2 separate regions of the Triticum aestivum genome follow, and region 1 is linked to region 2. Evidence: chromatin contacts called from public Hi-C data. All regions are on one chromosome and are shown on one strand. Each heading gives the region's core, a stretch centred on a gene start, on an enhancer-like site or on the middle of the called end of the contact. The rest is flanking DNA. Distances are from core to core; before and after follow the strand shown. Region 1 has its middle 12 kb from the start of LOC123093071. Region 2 has its middle 59 kb from the start of LOC123093071.

Evidence for each region. A called contact is a pair of places that touch in the nucleus more often than the background predicts.
Region 1: a Hi-C map of leaf shows a contact between it and region 2, with 5 times the contacts expected there. The contact joins two enhancer-like sites. A contact is called at or near these places in 2 of 5 Hi-C or Micro-C datasets (both in leaf).

What each region holds. Positions count from the first base shown.
Region 1 is chr4B:524,071,177-524,074,964 of IWGSC CS RefSeq v2.1, reverse strand. No RefSeq gene overlaps it. Among protein-coding and RNA genes, the nearest start is that of LOC123093071, 12 kb to the left of the region's middle. Within about 2 kb of position 2,119, at least 2 of the 8 cell types and tissues checked have an H3K27ac peak or open chromatin away from gene starts, as enhancers often do. A contact at or near this core is called in leaf, where this site is marked.
Region 2 is chr4B:524,024,553-524,028,746 of IWGSC CS RefSeq v2.1, reverse strand. No RefSeq gene overlaps it. Among protein-coding and RNA genes, the nearest start is that of LOC123093071, 59 kb to the left of the region's middle. Within about 2 kb of position 2,881, at least 2 of the 8 cell types and tissues checked have an H3K27ac peak or open chromatin away from gene starts, as enhancers often do. A contact at or near this core is called in leaf, where this site is marked.

The DNA.
Region 1 (3,788 bases), core at 870-3,369, 47 kb before region 2:
AGAGGTGATAGGAGGGGGGATAAGGGGAACCATGGAAGGTGTGCTGCGCGCGGTACAAGATCAACATGGTGGGGCACGCCACGGAATGGAATTAGGTGGATGCGGCAACAAGATAGCCGATCGGGGCTGAGAGGGACCAAAGCCAAAAGCTACCAGCCACACCCGCACGCACGCACGCGCACACGCACACCGCGGTGGCCACTATCATTGGATTGGATAAAAAGTCTCTCTGGACTAGGCCACAGGGCTGAATCAGATTCCCACGATCGCGTGTTATCCATCCGTCACCTCACATCGCCTCTCCGCCCATGACTCGACGCTCCGAGCCTCATCCACATCTCGTCTCCGTGTGCAGTGTGCGTGCACCACGCCGTGCCTCCCCTCCCGGCCTCCCCTGATGGTTCTGCCTCAAGGTTCGTTTGACGGTAAAATCTTTGCGGCGCTGTTTGTGATGTAAACGCATGCTTTACACCTCTTCGTAACGGGGACGTGAGAGGTTGTATGTATTCTGCATTAGCATGGAATTATTTGCCAACTACTCTTGATTGATTGATTGATTGATTGATTTAGTGTCCTCCACACATGAACCTGATCACCCATTTTTCCGATGTGTATGTACCGTGACCCGCAAAAAAAGAGGTGCGTATGTACCGTGCATAATAATAGTTGAAATTGCACCACTGTCAATGATTCGATTGCATACATGCATGTTAACTGTTCTGGGTGCTGGCGACCTGGTGCTGGTGTTGCGTGGATAGCGAGTTTGTCGGCGGCGGTCCCGCATTTTTGCAACGTTCGTGGCCTGTGGGGGCGGTCATCTCGTGTAGCAAGGGCTACAAGGCCCCCGAGCCATGCAGCGTTGCGATCGAGCGGGGGATCTCCAAGTGGCGGCTCCGTAGCTGACAGTATGTGTTGGTTGCCATCGTGCTCTAGGGTCGTGTGGCCAACGAGGTCTCCTTGCTTGTGTGGGTTTTGGGCCTTGTTTTCCTCATAAAAGGGGCAGTCATGGTTTTTGATCCGTTATAAATTGGATCAATTATCTTCTTCTTGATGCATTACCAGAGCTCCTAGCACTTGTCGGTTAGATGTAGAAGTTTGAAGGCATACTTTTAACTTTCTCTTGTTCATTTGTAAATCATTATAACTAAAAAAAAAGCACATGTATCTATGCATAGGATAATGCATGGTTGAAGTCTCTCATCCAGTGAACACTAGAGGCCAACAGGTTGCAGGGAAATAGAATCAAACCTGGGGTAATGAAAGTGCAAGGTTTCCCACTAAACATAGAGATCAGGTTAGTTGTCAACCCTGAACCCACCAAGTTGACTCAAGTATTTCCATGGACCTCCCATCCCAATCTCTCAGCATTTCCATCCCCATCGAGCCGATTTTCCCTTTTCTCCATCAAGATATGGTGTTTGATTTGTGAGTTCGAGGTTTGTCCTCTGGCCATCATGAGGTTCAGCTCCAATCAACATCCTTGATATACATACATGCGATGGGATTGGGATGCAGTGCAAAAAGGAGGGCTAGGGCCTCCTCTTGGCTTATCTCTCCTTTGGTTGCCTTGCTTGCTGCTGACTTTTTTGGCACCTACGAGTTGCAAGCAAAGAAGCAGTGTGCCTCCAGTTAGCATTGGACCACGTGTGCCAAAGCATTGTCACTCTGACTCACCAGGCATCCTTTCCCTTCGCCCACCCACCAACCACAGAGCTCCAGCGCGAAAAGGATGCTAAAAAGCAGCCCGGCCGTGTAGCGTGTTGCATGCACGATCCGTTCCGTCCAGTGCGTCCGGATTATTACGATCCTGGAGTACTTGCATGGCATTGCTGTGCTGGGATCAACCGACGTCACCGGTTTGCCTCGGATTTCGTCATCGAACACGTCAATTACAATTCGATTTTACAGGCGATATAAACTGTCTGGAGGGTTTTTTTTTCCTTCCATTTTTGCATCTAGAGGAAAGTAATTTTTTTCGAAAAGATTTAGAGGAAAGTAGAAACCATATCGGTATGTCGAGTCTCTTGTCGAGCGAAAAGCCGGTGTAGCACCATCGATCGGCGAGGGAGGAAACGTGTGGTACAGCGCTAGTCGCACAAATGGCAACGTGCTGCCATCGTCCACTAGCCAACACACACTGTGTGTGTCCATCTCCCAGTCCACTTATAATTGGGCGCCGTAGCCATCCTTATCCCATCGATTCTCCTTGTCCTGGGACGGATGGGCAGTTCGGAATTCGCGATCCGCCGGATCTGAGTGCAGGAGATGGCCCGCACCGAGACGACGCACGTAGGAGTACGATCGAGGTCCCCCTCTCTACCGCCGCTCGGGACCGACCTTGCCTTGGCACTTGGCAGCACGGGCACGGCGGAGCACATGGTAAATTGACATGGAACGTGAATATTCAATTCCGAGTTCAGGCTGATCTACATCCGATGAATAAAATACTCCATCCGTCCACGGTCAAAAACACTCTTATATTTAAGGGTTAGAGACTCTTATATTCAAGGGTTAGAGACGGAAGGAGTAACAGTTTTGCTAAAACAAATCTAGATATGCTCTAGGTATTGCACATCTAAATCTTATGTCACTGATTTTAGGCTAAGATTCGTGCGAGTATTTTTTTTTCTTTCTAATTTGATTTAGTCAGTTAGATATGCAGTAGCTACAACACATTTAGATATGCCCTAAACAAACCAAAAAATACTAAAAATCATGAAACGATGCTATTGCCTATTGTTAGGGTATCTCCGACGCATACGCTTAAACTGTCCGCAATCGTTTGGACCGCGTAGTTTGGATGTGTTATCCCATCCAACGCTGTCCTGAATCGGTCCGCTCGGTGGTTCGACGCAACTTTTTCGGCAAACCGGAAATAAAACGGGGGAGCTTTGCGGGCGTACGGACTACTGCCTCACCCGCGCCTGACTAACCTGGCCCACCCAAAACCCTCCTCCCTCGCTCGCATGCTTTCTCGCCAGGCGCCAGCTGCCCGGGTTTATGCCGCTGTAGAGCGGCCGCTCCGCATTGGCGCCCGCTCAGAGCGGACACGACCTCTCACAGACGTCAGCATTGAAGCGGCACGCCAGTCGAGAACGCCACCGACAACGTCACGTCCCTGGTGTCCGCGCCTATTCAGCGCCGAAGAGACGTTTACTGGATAGGGCGGGACGGTTATCTACCACCCCGTTCAATGCCCGTCCATCTGTATACCGCCATTAAGAAAGCTCGCCGATCGAGGAACCAACTCCGGTGCCACGCATTGACGCACCCGAACGCTTGGCTTCAGCAGAATCCGCTATTTAAAGGCTGCCATACCTGGCTAACTCCACACCACAACACATCCGCTCCACATCCTTCTCCCCTGCACCACATCTGCCATGACCGCAAGATCTAGCGCTGTGTGGGAGAGCATGTCCTCGGAGCAGAAGCACGAGGTGGACGCCTTTGCAGCCAACTGGCAGACCCGCCGTGCCTGGCGGATCGAGCACGGCATGCCGACCAGCTCGCCCGAGGTCTTCGACGACGACCCTACGATGGCGACGGGTTCCGACGATGACTCCGTGTGGACCCTGCACCTGTGCATGCCGACTTGACCATGGAGTAGGCGCAGATGCACTTCGACACCGCCATCCCAGAGGAGGAGCAGCCTGCGTTGCGTCTACGTTGGCATTCCTGCAGGCGCTGTAGGATCAGCGGTACAACCTGTTACTCCCCGAGCAGCACCGGTCGGCGAAGGGCCAAATCACGGTGAGCGCGCAAGTGAGGACACTGGGCCCGCCATGGTC
Region 2 (4,194 bases), core at 1,632-4,131:
GAAGCACTAAGGGCATGTACAATGGTGGCATATGGATACACTAGAACGTAAAGGCGCGCGTTGCTGCGCCCGTGCATTTTATTGGAAGGACAATATAAATGTATGAGAAAATCTGGACATCACAGAAAAGTGAAAAATGAACCGACTTCTATAAATAGTTGGGCAATATTGAAACTTCAGGTACAAGTCGCAAAACTGAGACAGGTGATAATGCCATCTAAGTCAGCACTGGAATGTCATTGTGCATTTGTTTTGTCTATGCATACCATTTGCTAAGGCATTTGAACACGTGGTCGATTATATCTGTGTGGTATCTGGTATGTGTCATTGTTTGTTGTAGCCTTGCAATGGCAGATGCTGTGTGGTAGAGGCTTTATTTTCTGAGAGGGGCTGCGTAGTAGAGGAATAAAAGTAACAAAGAATGATTCAGCCAAGCCATAGGTAGCCAAATTTTTTTTAGACAAAGGTAGGCGTAGCTGCAGCGCTACTTTTTATCACGAAATAGCTGTAGTGCCACGGATCGAAAGTGTGGTCGGTCTCATGAAAAAAAAATTACCACATCGCCTCATGGCCCACTGCAGCCCGGAGCATCAGAAGGCAGCAAAATAAGTCTGCGGAGCAGCGGCCCTTTTGACGTTGGTTTGACTTCGGCCGGCTTTAGCGAGCGAACGAGGCGCAAAGGAAAACAGGGTGAGGTTGGAATGATCTGATTCGTTTATAGGCTGAATCGAACGGTTTAGGATCTCAAATCGCTGTGGACTGCAGCCCGGAGCATCAGAAGGCACCAAAATAAGTCTGCAAAGCAGCGGCCCTTTTGACGTTGGTTCGACTTCGGCCGGCTTTAGCGAGCGAACGAGGCGCAAAAGAAAACAGGGTGAGGTTGGGATGATCTGATTCGTTTATACGCTGAATCGAACGGTTTAGGATCTCAAATCGCTGTGGACTGCAGCCCGGAGCATCAGAAGGCACCAAAATAAGTCTGCGGAGCAGCGGCCCTTTTGACGTTGGTTCGACTTCGGCCGGCTTTAGCGAGCGAACGAGGCGCAAAGGAAAACAGGGTGAGGTTGGAATGATCTGATTCGTTTATACGCTGAATCGAACGGTTTAGGATCTCAAATCGCTGTGGACTGCAGCCCGGAGCATCAGAAGGCACCAAAATAAGTCTGCAGAGCAGCGGCCCTTTTGACGTTGGTTCGACTTCGGCCGGCTTTAGCGAGCAAACGAGGCGCAAAAGAAAACAGGGTGAGGTTGGAATGATCTGATTCGTTTATACGCTGAATCGAACGGTTTAGGATCTCTAATCGCTGTGAACTGCAGCCCGGAGCATCAGAAGGCACCAAAATAAGTCTGCGGAGCAGCGGCCCTTTTGACGTTGGTTCGACTTCGGCCGGCTTTAGCGAGCGAACAAGGCGCAAAGGAAAACAGGGTGAGGTTGGAATGATCTGATTCGTTTATACGCTGAATCGAACGGTTTAGGATCTCAAATCGCTGTGGAGGCTCGTAACTAGCCCCATTATACTGTTTAGTAATATGCTCCATGACAAAAGTAATTTGAGGCATTTGCATTTATTTTTTTCTCCCCAATGCAAGCTACCACTAGTGGGCCTCATTAAGAAACAGAAAATAAAGACTTTAGTACACATGCATCTCTACTTTTCAGTTCAACCTTTTCAGCTTTTGTCACCGGACCACACTTTTTCTCTTCAAGCACCCGTCTCCTGGAGAGGATCCCGCTTCCCTATCCAAACCTACTTTACGTCATATCCGATTATACATGGCATGTGAGGCATCACCTTGAGGCTATGCATTGTACATGCCCTAAAAGTGTCCACACCATCCTGTTCGAACATTTGGAGGAGAACGATGCTGGTAAGTCCATCTCTCCGTATCTATGAACACAGATCTACTCTGTCATGAGATCTTTAGCTATCCATATGTCCTCATGCATATATGCATTGTTATCCCCTGATTGGTTTTTCATTCATTCCTTCTTTTTCCTTCTTTCTGCTGAAAATGATATGTTTCACCCATTTGCAATATTCCCAACGATCAAACTATGTGTAGCTTTCAGTAGAAATGTAGATAAAAAGTTTGTGGGGCCCGAGTATATATGGTGTGTATGTGGAACAGCGAGCATGCATTGCGCATGTTGGCGCCGGGAGGGATCTCTATATCTCCATGGGATCTTTCTTTTCTTTCTTTCCCGTCAACTTATTCGGTCGGCACGCCGTGTGGTTGCAGGTGTGTAAATCCTCCAAAAGCTTGCAGTGTATATGTTCTCCGTCCAATCATCCGTAACGGGTAAGATCCCGATCGGCCGTGAGAATGACTGAAGCATTTGTATTCTTCCAAGTTATGTGTACGTGTTGATTCGCCCTTGTAAGTTGTGTTTTGATTTAAGAGTATTTCTTTCTTTCTTTTTTTGAGGGTTAGTATTTATTTATTTCAGTACATTGAGATTCCCTCTGTCATGCTCAAGCTTCGAAAATCGAAACAAAGAAAAACTGAGACAAGAGAAAAAAACTATATGAAATATTTGATTAAAAAGGCAAAAAATGTTTTTTCTGCTATGGAAAGAGGATGTAGATTCTGTAGAATTTTATTCTTTTTCCCACTTGCGCAACCCGGCCAATGTCTGCACTCTGCATTTGCATTCTTGTCGGTTTTGTTGGTGCTGTTGTGTGGAAGGTGAGCGTCTTCTCGTTGGGGTTTTGGAAGGTAGCTCAGCCCGGAAAGGGAGCGTCAGCAAGACAGCAAGCCGGAGACGGCCACATCGTCATCGACGTGCCACGGCCGGCGATCGAGAGGGATCACAGCCTGGACGATCGACCGCCCACTGGACCGGGGCTTGCTAGCGACTACCACCTCGATTTCTAGCGACGAGCTCCCGTTCATCGACGGCGACGCGCCCCCTGGGCTTCACGTGGGCTCCGACCGGGACACACCATCCAGAAGAAGCTCTTGTCATCCGTTAGCGTCAACGTTCAGTGCGGCGATGGCTTTTGTCAGCGTACAATGGATCTTGCACTACATGTTGGAAGTTGGAGACCTGCTTGATAGCTTCGCATAGTATGGCTTAGCACGGTTTCATGCACGGGAAATATCCTTTGGTTCAGCGTCCTGTAGCTCACGCTCGACCTGATTTTGACCTTGATCCTATTTGTCTCCTCGGCCCTATCTTTACTCGTGTTTGAAAAAAATATCATCGAGACTTTATAAAAAGAAAATCAACTTAACTAGCACGCGACCTTTTTTTTTTGAGGGGAAATCATGCCGCTTTATTTAACCAAAGCTAGGAATCTCATCTGAAACTACATCTAAAATAAAGTCTAGTGGCGAACCCACCCAGATCTCCGAACGGTTCTCCCCTACCCCTACTTTCGCTAGCTTATGAGCGGCTACATTCCCAGAACGACGAACCCATAACACGTTGGCCTCCTCCATAAAACGAAGCAACGCCTTTGTCTCCTCCACCCAAGGACCTACCGCAGACAAGTTCCTCTCTGGATTGTTGAGCATCCGGACAAGGGCCAGGCAATCCAGCTCAACATGCACCCATCGTAAATTTAGATCATTCGCCATTCGAACAGCTCTTCTGCACGCCAACACTTCCACCATCTCAAGATCAGCAGTATTTGGGAAGAAGTGGCACAACCCGACTCGGAACGCCGCTTGGTGATCACGAAGGACCGCCCCACCTCCTCCTTTCTCCCCGTGCCTGGACACCGCACCATCGGAGTTGATCTTTACCCATCCAGCAGTAGGGGGTTCCCATCGCTGGATAGTCTTTGGCTCCGGTTGTGGCACCCTCGTCTCATGAGACGCTCTCCATTCTGCAACTTGCACTTACATTGTACCTAATTTCATATGGTTGTGCTATTTTCCTCCCATTTCTTGCCTCGTTTCTTGCCAGCCAGAGGCTATATGCCGCTTGGAGCTTCAACTCCTTCTCGTCGCCTGTCGCCCGAGCAAACTAGTCAAGTAACCAAGAGGCTAGGGCTCGCTGAGTCTAAATGTGTCGTGGTGGCTCCTCTAGTGTCATACCCGCATGTGCCCTCAACTGCTCCTAGAACAAGACTGAATGTTGGCAACCCCAAAATCTATGCATCATAGACTCTTCCCGGGCACACACAGCACGCGACTTGGAATATTTGGGCTTGGCCCAATAAATAAATCCAAATAAATCTTATAGTA